Regions from separate parts of the Mus musculus genome. Here all the other regions are linked to region 2. The links are chromatin contacts, called in public Hi-C and HiChIP or PLAC-seq maps. All regions are on one chromosome and are shown on one strand. The core of a region is the stretch at or near the end of the contact, and the rest is flanking DNA. Distances in the headings are between cores, read along the strand shown. Region 1 has its middle 15 kb from the start of Gm36639. Region 2 overlaps Chchd6 (coiled-coil-helix-coiled-coil-helix domain containing 6). Region 3 has its middle 27 kb from the start of Gm36639. Region 4 overlaps Gm36409 (a long non-coding RNA gene).

Region 1 (2,700 bases), core at 53-2,552, 410 kb after region 2:
AGGGAGGTTGGGTAGCACCCAGGTTACAAAGTGCAAACATCCTTGGTGGGAGAGGTCAGGAAGAGAGAGCAAGCACCCCACCAGAGTTCTCCCTGCTGCTGAGCCAGGAGGCTGCTAGATCTGCCTAACCCTGCAGCACAAAGTTAATTTTGGGTCTCCACAGTAAACAGGCTTCCTAAAGCCATGGTTAAAGGGCTCTGGCCGTGCAGAGCTAACTGGCATCAGGACCCTCCAGCTCACATCTGGTTCCATTGTGATTCCCATATCCAGGAAAGATGTAGGAAGAAGCACTCAGGAGCTGCTGAAGAAACTGGCCCCCTGATGCCAGAAACCTTGTTGGCAGCTTCCTCCTCCTCTCCTTTTCCCTCTCCCTCTTGCGGCTGTCTAATAAGGTCAGCTCAAGGCTTGGTGAAGGTAGATGGCAGGCAGTATTTTTCAGTCCTGATGGATTCTGGTGCTCCTGAGCCAAGTGTAAAGCTGGTTCCTCACAGGGTCCAGCCTCCAGGCCAGATGATAACCCGAGACCAGAGGCAACAGCCAAGTCTATCTGAAAGCATCTCTCCCAGGTCCCCGATGCAGCAACTGAAATTAAGACTGACACCAGGGCTGGGACCTCAAACATGGCAGGACCCTTCTCTGGAAGAGTTCAAAGTAGAAGTCCCACGCACACAACTAAAGACAACTCCAATCTGGTATGCATACGGTCTACAGTGAAGGCGAGGGAGGACTTCCTCGAGGCAACAGAGCCCCCACTGCCTCCCGAGGGAGGCCTAGTCGCCATCCAGAGCGTGAGAAACCGGGGACAATGACTCCCTCTCCTGCAAAAGAAACCCTCCTGGTCAGAGAGAACAGTAGGATGTATCAGGGAACTTTCGCCACCTAAGGAACTAGCCCGAGTCTCAGCAACTTTTGTTTGTTTGTTTGTTTGTTCTTTTGAGACAGGGCTTCTCTGGGTAACAGCCCTGGCTGCCTGAAACTAGCTTTGTAAACCAAGCTAGCCTCAAACTCACAGAGGTTGCCTGCCTCTGCCTCCCAAGTGCTGGGATGAAGGCATGAGCCACCTTGCCTGGCTTTAGCAACTTAAATCAGCACAATTCCTTGTTTTCCCTTGTTCTGTGAGTTGTCAGGTCATTCTTCTAGCTTCCTGTAGTTCGGCTGGTTCCTCTGCTGAGCCGAGGGTTCACACCCACACTATTCGCCCTGACTTCAGGCTAAAATCCCAGGTCAGGCTCCGGGGCTGCACTCTGGTGGGTGGGGACAGCTGGGCGGGGCTTCTCCAGCTTCCGGGCAGGCTGGAGCGGCAGCTGCGGTGCAGTCTCAGTCCCAGTCTCTGCAGCTGTATTGCCTCTGTCAACGGGCCGACGGGAGGATGGGAAGCCCAGGAAGAAAAATAACACACAATTTAATCTCCCCAAATCAACCCATCCTACAAAGGGAAAAATAAAACAGAGTCTCCGCCAAGGCTGACCTTCTGTTTACATTTTCCTTGGCAACTGAGAAATAATTGCGGTTCTGCAGGGCCCTCCCCTCCCCCACCCTGCCTCATCCTATTCAAGCGCGACCAGGGATGACACTGGAATCTTGAACCGCACTAAGTGGTTACTATGGTGTCAGGCTGAAATTGTGAATCCCAGAGGCTGCCACAGCAGGGAGGCGGGGAGCCAGGGCAGAGTCTCAGCCGAGGCTAGTGACTGGGGGGCCTAGCCAGTTAATAGCAGACAAACTGTGCTCGCAAAGAGTAGAGTAGGGGGTTGAAAGATACGGTGGTCAGAGCAGGTGCAGGACCAGACCCAAGTCCCAGTCACACCCCCTGAGCCTTACTCTGTCCGGGCTGCTCTTTCACCCTCCACCCTGTGCCCACCAGGATTGAATCTCTGCCCAGCCCCACAGAAGAAATCCTCAGGATTTCTTTCTTATTTCCCCACAGAAATCCAGAGCCTTGGTGCTCACCCAAGGAACCTGCAGAGGTGCTTTGGGTACCACCCTGCACTTCTCCAGCTCTGCCACAGAGAACTACAAGCCAATCCTGCCGGACTCACACTGATATGTGTCAGTGTAAGATCCCTCCACTGCCACACCCTGGTTCCATTCCCACCTCCAGACAGTGAGTGACCTTAGACCCTACTCTGACCTTGAACCTCTTCTTCTCATGCCTGTGCCTTGGGGGGAAAAATCTTCTAAAGAGCACATCAGATCTTGTCTGTAATCTTCACTGAGAGAGAGCTCTTGAGTGGTCGCGGTGCCTGCCCGGCTCTGACTTCATTTGTTCCACCAACCATATCATTCTAGCTATCCTGGCCTCTGAACTGCTCCCTGCGATGGCCGGCTTGCTCCTGCCCCAGGACCTTTGAACTGGTCATTCGTTGCTACTGTGACTCCTTCCCAAACCACCACTGAGGCCTTAGGGATTGCCTGATCACTGTTGTGGTCTTCATGCTTCAAACAGGACAAGCACAGGGACGAATGAATGAATGAATGAATTAGCCATTTCCTGGTTTCTAATCCCCATCTTCTCTGTCTCTACTATAAGGATCTAGACCATCAGAAGAGGGACTCAGAGGCTCCTAAGAAAGCCCCAGCCTATAAACATGTAGTGTTCCACCCACTCAGTGCTGGACCCATGACTCACAAACTTCCATTCACTAAGACATAACAATGGGAAAAATGAACACAGGGTTCCCAGTCTGTTTTTTGGTTTTT
Region 2 (2,700 bases), core at 66-2,565:
ACGACATGTTTTGATGCTATCCTCCCCTTCCCGCCTTCCCACCTTGCTTCTCTCACCCTCACACTCTCTTTTGATCTTGCAAATCCAGGCCCTTGGAGAAATCAGACAGTATGAAATATGAAAACTGCTTGGGAAGTAATTGAAGAAACACTGCGACTTTTGAAACCCACAGAGATAATGCTCACACCTTCTTACTCACATTATTTAATTTTTAATGGCAAATTTAATTAATGGAGATCAGGTCTTCTGCCTTCAGATGTGCTCAAGAAGCAGCTGCAGGCAGCGGAGGAGGGGCAGCTGTCTAGAGCAGAGGAAAAGGCATTCCAGAAGTGGGAACCTGAGGACTCTATGGGAAGAAAAGTCTCCAAAACTATCAGTTCATGATGGTGGGCACAGATGACGTGCGGACAGTGCAGGCCCATCAGAGAGCTGTCAGAAAGCCTGTGAGCTTCTGTGGTAACTGTAGCTCCCAGGTCCTGGGCAGTCCAGGACCCTCCAGTGCTGATGACCCCTCCAGAAAGATGGGACTCCATTGTCCACAGCTGCCACAGTCTTTTAAAAACAGTACTGCTTTGCTATTCCCTCACTTAAACAGACAGGCATAGTAGCTGAGGACTGTAATTTCAGCACTCAGGAGGCTGAGATAGGAAGAGCACTGTGACTCTTAGTCCAGTATTATCTACATAATGAGTTCCAGTTTAGCCTGGGCTATAAAACAAACCCTTGTTTCAAAAAACACAAAACAAACAAAGCCAGGGTTTTATTCACCCCTCATTGGAACTCAGGCTCTGAGCCTGAAGTTGAGTCAGCTGCACCCACTGAGTATCTTAGCCCTCCCTGCCCTTGATCCCACTGTTTGACAGTCTCTGCTCCCCTCATGTACCTGCACTGCCCTTTGGACACCCATGTTCTCTCTCTTCATGGGTCCTCCTCCTTGTTTGGCTCATATCTTCTTATCCTTTACAGTTCATTAGAAATAAATGCAGTCTTTGTCTCAAGACCCTGACTTCTAGAGTATTCTCTGTAGATAGGCTCATTCACACACAGAGCTGCAGGTAGGCACTTGTTCTCCTCAGCACTGTTTACAACGGTAGGAGAATTTGTTGGCCTAGAGGACATGGTAGGAGCTGTTTGACTTGAGGTGCAGAGGGCTTACTCACAGAGCCCTCCCCCCACTGTGCTCCCTCACAAGGTGCTCCTTCACAGGGTGTGCTTTCAGTGTGGTCCTTCAGAGTGCCCACTCACAGCGTGCCTCACAGAATGCTCTCTAATTAAAGTACTTGCCCACAAGGTGCTCACAAGTGTACCATGACCTCACCCAGAAGTAGGAAGGAGATGGGTGGGGCCAGGATACAAGCCCCAGCATGCTTGCCACTCACTATAACCCCTGGCCTGCTTTCACTTTTGAAAATATTGATGTGACAAAAATTGTGCTGTAAAGTTGAGTGCTAGTCTGCCATGAACTAGACCGTGGACTCCATTGTTGGAACCACCAGAGGCAGAGAGGGGGAGCGAGAGAAATACTTTGGTTGGGTTCAGTTCAGGTATCAGTTCCCAAGAAGACTGTCTGATCAAGTTTACAGGCTGCTCTGGTAGGTATTCTGACAGCTCAAAATACTGGCCTCATGCCCATTTGTAATTGTGACATTGTGGTGTCTGAGCATCCATATGGCCAGAGCACAGGCTCCAGTTGACTTGGATCCCACCCCCATTCCTAGTGTTCTCAGGATGAACAAATTGACCAGTCCTTAAGAAGCCCACAATTATGACAAGTTGTAGTCTACAGGATCCTTGTCCTTAATGAGGAAGGCTGGAGAACCAGGGGCTCATGGACAAATGAACCTCTGTTGTGGCTTGGAGACCTTTCCTGTGCTTCTGGGCCAGTGGTTGTTACACAGCCCACTGCCATGGGTCTGCACGGCAGTCAGGATGGGACCAATGGGGGATTTTCACTGAGTCATCATGAGGAAAATAGAGGAAGCTACGGGGGGGGGGGGTGGCAGTAACCACTTCTTGGCCTGTGGACACTTCCTATGACAAATCCTACTGACCACATGATTGGCTCTATGTCCCCTGGGACAGATGCATGCTGCCTACCATACAGAGCAATGGCTCTAGGCCTCTTCTGCTTGCCCACAGTACATGGGCCCCATCTCAGCCTTTGAGTCCTCTCTTTGAGAGGGACTCAGCAAGTGACTGGGCCTGGAAGCCTGTGATCTGACCCGTGAACACATATAGAAGAAAAGAAACTCAAAAGAGTTGGGTGGGTTTTTTATGAGGAAGAAAGACCCACGTCTGTGGAAAGAACACGAGGTTCTTTGTGGCTTCAGAAGCTCTACGGTGTATGTGGGTTGGGGAGATCTGGGTGCTTTTCTCTCACTCTGCAGTTAAGAAATCAAAGCTTAGAGGAAGTAAGTGGTTTACCACAGACTGCGGCCAGTACACACCAAAGTGCTGTCATACTGTGAGCCCATGAGCCAGGCCACATCCTCAGGAGGCTCCACCAGAAGCCCAGTGGTCACAAAGGAACATGTGCTAGAGGAATTGGGAGAGACTGATCAGGTTGCCTCTGCCTTTATCCTCAGCCACGACAGCCATATCAGGGAATGTCACACCATTTGAAGCAGGGATGTGAGCGCAAGGACTCAGAGGAGAAGCAGAAAGCTTCCCGAGTGTGCCATTAATATAGATCTTCTACTG
Region 3 (2,700 bases), core at 151-2,650, 370 kb after region 2:
GAACTCTAAGGGAAAGGTGTTAGCTTCTGCCTGGTTCATGGGGGGCGGGAGAGGCAACCCTCTGCTGTGTCCCCACAAAGTGGGGGGAGGTAAGTCAGCCCTCTTTGTCCTCTTCCATTCCCTGGGGCCCTATCTTCATGGTCCGGTGGACTCCTACAGGCCTACCTCCTAAAACCTTCATCTCAGGGACCGGGACTCTGGTGTGTGAGTCTGGGAACAGGAACACGCAGTCTATAGCAATTTATCAAGCACATTCAACCGAGCACGTGAAGGCCAAGCCAACTGTGAAACAATGTTTCCTTTTAAGATAAATTTGTTTTCTACAACCGCATCTGCCATTGGGATGCAGAAGGCGGTAGACAGCCAACAGATGCCCACCTGCAGGAGTAGCACAATCCACCCATGAAGAAGATGGTTGGAAACAAGAAGAGGATGTGGTGAGCGCCTGTAACCCCAACTCTTGGGAGGCAGAGGCAGGAGGATCACTGCAAGTTGGAAGTCAGACAGGGAAACACAGCAAAGAAGGAGGGGGTAATAGAGGATGGGAAGAGGGAGAGGATGAGGAAGGAAAAGAGCAGAGTGGGTGCTCTGGCCCAGTACCTCCAACAGGCCATACTCCAGGGAGAAAGGCAGAAGGCTGTACTGCAGAGGCATAGAGGCAGTGGGAAATCCAGGTCATGTGCTGAGCAAGAGGGACTCAGCCAGTGCCCAGAAAGGTTAGTCCTTAAGACCTAGCCTGACTGGGCATAACTAAAGACGGAAGTCAAAGTAAACTTAGAGTCCTTTTAAAATTCCAGGAGGCCATGGAGGTAACCCAGCGGAAGCCCAGGTTCCCACAGTGCTAAAGGGCAGGAGCTCCTAGATAGGCCAGAACACAGTCAGCTCTAGGGCCCCACAGACCTCAAAATGCAAAGCCTTCCGCTCCAGCCACGCAATCCTGTGGGAATGAGTGATGTAGGCTAAGAAGGAGGTGTGACGGCAACACAGGGAAGGGAGGTCTGTCTACACAGAAAGCAACAGATAGCTATCGTTCTATTCTGGATGTTCAGCTTCGCAGCATATGTCCGTTTAAAAATGATGTAAAGATAAGCCAGCAAAATTAAATGCAAGAAGCACTCCCCCACTCCCAAGAGGCAGAGTCGAGTGAAAGAACGGAAATGAGTAGAGCCAGGAAGCACAGAACATTCCAGAAGCCAGAGCAGACAGAATTAGTGAGTGAGCAGCTCGGGCCACCATCATGGAACAGAACACAAGACAGCGCATTGCTGAGCAGAGACACCGAGAGTGACATGCTCTAAGTGGAAGCTCCTCAGACAGGGTGTCTTCTGCTCAGACTGTCTCATAGAGAGATGGGGGAAGGGACGAGAAAGAGGGGAAAGAGGAGGAGCGGAGGGGAGGAGGAAGTCAGGAAGGAGGGGGGACCAAAAACAGAAGTTGGTGGTCAATGTCAACAGGAGTCTGGAGGTCAGCTTAGAAGCAAGGCCAATGGAAGTTCCCCTTCTAGACACCAGGATCTTCTTTCCCAACATGGAGGTCTTCCCTTAGACCCCACTACATCCCCCTCCCTCTTCCACTCTTCCAACCCTTCATAATGACTAGGTCCTTAGGCCTTCGTGTATGTGTTTGTGTGTGTGTGTGTGTGTGTGTGTGTGTGTGTGTGTCTTAGGGTTTCCATTGCTGTGAACAGACACCATGACAAAGACAGCTCTTATAAGGGACAACATTTAAAGGGCTGGCTTACAGGTTGTGAGGTTCAATCCATTATCATCAAAGCGGGAGCATGGCAGTGTCCAGGCAGGCATGGCACTGGAGGAGCTGAGAGTTCTACATCTTCATCCAAAAGAAGCTAGGAACAGATTGTGTTCCAGGCAGCTATGAGGAGGGTCTCAAAGCCCACCTCCGTGGTGACACACTTACTCCAACAAAGCCTCACCTTCTAATAGTGGACCTGGACCACTATTCAAACCAAGCATATTCAAACCACCACACCAGCGATTTACCTTCTCTACACACAAACACACACACACACACACACACACACACACACTGCTCTGCTCAGTGATGGGATTACCATGATCCTGGTTTTTTTATGGCTTCTGAGGATAGGAAGTCAGATCCTCAAACTTGTGAGACACTTTACCCACTAAGCCATCTTCCCACCCTTAATTGTTGGCGTGTGTGTGTGTGTGTGTGTGTGTGTGTGTGTGTGTGTGTACTATAGGGGAGGCTGGGCAAGGTCCTTGTGAACAGCTAGCTTCATTGTCTAACGGTTAAGAGGACATTGTCACCATAATATGAATTTATTATATGTTATCTGTCCTCTACCAGGCTAAAAGCTGTCAGGATGCCCCTACCTCTAACCCACAGGGCAAAGACACATGTAGGAGATCTGGAAGCAATGAAGACATGGAGAGTCCCATGCTGTGCAAGGGAGACATGGAGAGCCCCATGCTGTGCCCCAGGTGACAAGCACAGACAGCTACAGCAGAGGGACCTGCCTGGCCCAGCAACATAACCAACTTAACACAGTTCACTCCCCCTCCCTCCCTCCCTCCTTCCCTCCCTCTCTCCCCCCTCCCATTCCTCTGTGTCTCCCCATCTCCAGGGTTCCCTAACCCCAAGGCTGATGTACACAGAGATTCCTCAAGCACTCCCCATACCTAGTCACTTTGCTCACAAAGGGGCTTCCTGTTAGAATTT
Region 4 (2,700 bases), core at 170-2,669, 450 kb after region 2:
AGCTACCCCATGGCTACGGGAACTTCATTGGATGTCAGACCTATTGTCTACCTTTTGGGTGTCACCATGGCAACTGAGTTCCCCAAGAAAAGGGCCTGGGCTGATGGTTAGTACTCACTGAAGGTGACGTTAAACTGAAAGGATGGCAGGGTGGATGGCCTGAAGGGGCCAGAGCATGAGGGTGCCAGAGGTGTTCAGAGACATCAGGACCATCCCGGAAACTGCCTTTCTCAAAGGCTTCATCTACCCCTCCTCAACAATACCCAAAAGGGTCACTGCAATGTGACAGCTAAACTGTCACAGCAAAGTTGACAGTGTCAGGCCAAGCCTCCCAGGACCCCAGTCAGGCCTGACCCCTAACTACACCTGACTATGGGTACATTCTTTTAACCTCCAACACTTAGGTTGGCATGTGCCTGGCACATCTCACCAAACAAGCTCCATCTATCCATTGAAGAAATGGAAGACCAGGGGGGCCTTTGACCTTGACCAGGTGGCATGAGTAGGGTGCCCTACAAGCTGGTGGGAATGTATGGTTGACCCACTTTTGCAGTGCTCTGTCCTGGGACACTGACGCAGGCATGGGGTAGAGGGGAGTCTGGCGGGGCAGAAAAGCTGGAACTCTGGCTGCATCAGGAACCCGGCCCACTCCTCAAAAACTGCCCCTTCCTCCATGCAGAGCCTTATCCGTCGGCCCTCACTCAGGGGCCTTCTTCCACTCCCCACCCCTCTGCACCCCGGACCTGCAGCAATTGCTCCTCTGCCTCCTCGGGGTCCCTAGACCTGGTCACTGGGCATGGGGGTCTTGACGAGAGGGGGTGTAGCTAGTGCAGGAATACCACCCAGGCAGAGGGGCGGCTGGGGAGTGTTTTCTTCATCTCAACCAACGCCTATCAAACCTCTGCTCATTAGGAAACACAACATGCATGCCAGGGTGACATCTTCATCTGCGTGCCCAGAGACTTCAAAGCCTGCAGGAGATCTCCTTGGTGGATTAGACATGAAAAATATTGGGATGAGATGGAGAGAAGAAACAGCTGGCTGCTCCAAGGGAGTTAATTAAGCAGGGGCCAGGGACCAAGCAGGATGGGATGGGCACTCAGGGACAGATAGGGGACTCCCAGGCAGCTTCCCAGCAGGCCAGTGGGCTACCAGTTTACATGGCCATAGCTCCTAGGTCATCTGGTGGCTAGAAACCTCCCACCCTACTAGCCAGGGTCACAGGAGTGAAGCAGGCCTGGCGGAATAGGAGAGCTTGACTAGGTGAATCCTCAACCTGATAGGACCTGACTAGACCTACACTGCAGCCCACAACACAGGTCGAGCCCACATGGCAATGTGCAGGGTAGAGAAGGGGACCAGGTAAACCCCAGAGGTGCTGCTGTGCTTAGCAGGTCAGAGGCAGAATTAGTCACAGCAGGGGCAGGAGGCTGGGTGTATACTTCAGACAACCAGGGATGCCAGGGGCGGGGTTGCTAGGGAACAGGCAGAACAGACCGCAGCTTCCAGCACAGGGACACACAGGAGAGCTGGGGGTGGAGACGGCATCTCCAGCTGTAGGACCATAAACATGGCTGTAGAGGACAGGTGAGGCAGGGAGGTGGGGAATGCCAGGACTGACCAGGGACTTCCCTGTGGACTAGAACACACACACACATACATACACACACACACATATACACACACACATACACACACACATACACACACACCACACACACACACACACACACACACACACACACACACACACACACGGTGTGAAGCCCGAGCAGTGGAAGGCAGGAGTGGGGCTGGATGGAAAGTGGAGACTAGACACATGGGCAGCCATAAGGGACAGAGAGACAGAAGAAGGAGCCAGCCTGGGGAGGGGTCACTACACCCAGATTCCCAGCTCTGTGGCCAGATAAAATCTGGGGCTGTTTTCAGGTATGGGGGAGCAGGAAATGTAGGGAGAACGCTGAAGTGGACTGTGGTTTACTGGGATCGATGGCCACCAGGTGACCTGATGAGACAATCAGAGGTAGGTATTCGGGGGGAACAAGGAGAGGGGCAAGAGGGAGAGGTAGGGTGTAGTGGCTCCTCATAGGTATCCTGACTCTGGGATAAAGAAGAGAGAGGTGGGCTAGCCTGGGGACAAGGGATGCCTATTCAGAAGCAAGGAGAGGCCTGGAGAGAGGAACCCCTTGGTTCCAGGGGATCTGGGGCCCTGTCCTTACAATGTGGAACACCTTCCCATTTAGAGGCTGAGGTAAACATGGACCTTTGTTTCCACTCTCTTCCAGGTTAGCCTTACTCTGCAGCTGAAGCTGATCTTGAACTTCTGACCCTTCTACCTCTACCTCCACCTTCTGGGGTTAAAGGTGTGTACCTCGCCTAGTTTATGAGGTGCTAGGGATCAAACTCAGGCCTTTTGCATGGTAGGCAAGCACTCTACTGATGAAGCATCTGTACCTAGTGCCCAGGCACTGGGGGCACTCAGACTGTCCCCCAGGTACTTTCTAAAACATCCCAAGGCAGAGCTGGGGGAAGAGAACCTGAGAAAGAGAGAGAGAAAGAAAGAGAGAGAGAGAGAGAGAGAGAGAGAGAGAGAGAGAGGCTGACTTCATGAGTTAGCACTCTTTCCCCGCCCAGGCAGCAAGGGAAAATGGAGCTATTGATTGGCTCATTTGGAGTGTCCACTTTGATTTCAAGTGTGTC

Evidence for each region. Hi-C and Micro-C count contacts between places; a contact is called where the count stands out from the background. HiChIP or PLAC-seq counts read pairs in DNA pulled down with a chosen protein or histone mark.
Region 1: an HNF4G HiChIP or PLAC-seq map of pancreatic cancer cells shows a contact between it and region 2. The contact joins two enhancer-like sites. A contact is called at or near these places in 3 of 115 datasets of contacts at active chromatin or transcription factors (embryonic stem cells, microglia and pancreatic cancer cells).
Region 3: a contact with region 2 is called in a Hi-C map of bone marrow-derived macrophages, with 3 times the contacts expected there. The contact joins two enhancer-like sites. A contact is called at or near these places in 1 of 484 Hi-C or Micro-C datasets (bone marrow-derived macrophages), 1 of 115 datasets of contacts at active chromatin or transcription factors (pancreatic cancer cells) and 1 of 9 other capture datasets (embryonic stem cells).
Region 4: an HNF4G HiChIP or PLAC-seq map of pancreatic cancer cells shows a contact between it and region 2. The contact joins two enhancer-like sites. A contact is called at or near these places in 1 of 484 Hi-C or Micro-C datasets (nephron progenitors), 4 of 115 datasets of contacts at active chromatin or transcription factors (the NIH/3T3 cell line, embryonic stem cells, extraembryonic endoderm stem cells and 1 more) and 1 of 9 other capture datasets (embryonic stem cells).

What each region holds. Positions count from the first base shown.
Region 1 is chr6:89,007,618-89,010,317 of GRCm38.p6, reverse strand. No RefSeq gene overlaps it. Among named protein-coding and RNA genes, the nearest start is that of Gm36639, 15 kb to the left of the region's middle. Within about 2 kb of position 1,302, at least 136 of the 459 cell types and tissues checked have an H3K27ac peak or open chromatin away from gene starts, as enhancers often do. A contact at or near this core is called in pancreatic cancer cells, where this site is marked.
Region 2 is chr6:89,421,451-89,424,150 of GRCm38.p6, reverse strand. The region is part of intron 5 of Chchd6 (coiled-coil-helix-coiled-coil-helix domain containing 6); the gene reads left to right. Among named protein-coding and RNA genes, the nearest start is that of Gm52910, 11 kb to the right of the region's middle. Within about 2 kb of position 1,315, at least 134 of the 459 cell types and tissues checked have an H3K27ac peak or open chromatin away from gene starts, as enhancers often do. A contact at or near this core is called in bone marrow-derived macrophages and pancreatic cancer cells, where this site is marked.
Region 3 is chr6:89,049,476-89,052,175 of GRCm38.p6, reverse strand. No RefSeq gene overlaps it. Among named protein-coding and RNA genes, the nearest start is that of Gm36639, 27 kb to the right of the region's middle. Within about 2 kb of position 1,400, at least 6 of the 459 cell types and tissues checked have an H3K27ac peak or open chromatin away from gene starts, as enhancers often do. A contact at or near this core is called in bone marrow-derived macrophages, where this site is marked.
Region 4 is chr6:88,967,825-88,970,524 of GRCm38.p6, reverse strand. It overlaps Gm36409 (a long non-coding RNA gene), which reads left to right. Exons shown (of 4, transcript XR_869259.3): 1 at 1-106; 2 at 1,930-2,023; 3 at 2,286-2,363. Among named protein-coding and RNA genes, the nearest start is that of Gm36409, 4.7 kb to the left of the region's middle. Within about 2 kb of position 1,419, at least 23 of the 459 cell types and tissues checked have an H3K27ac peak or open chromatin away from gene starts, as enhancers often do. A contact at or near this core is called in pancreatic cancer cells, where this site is marked.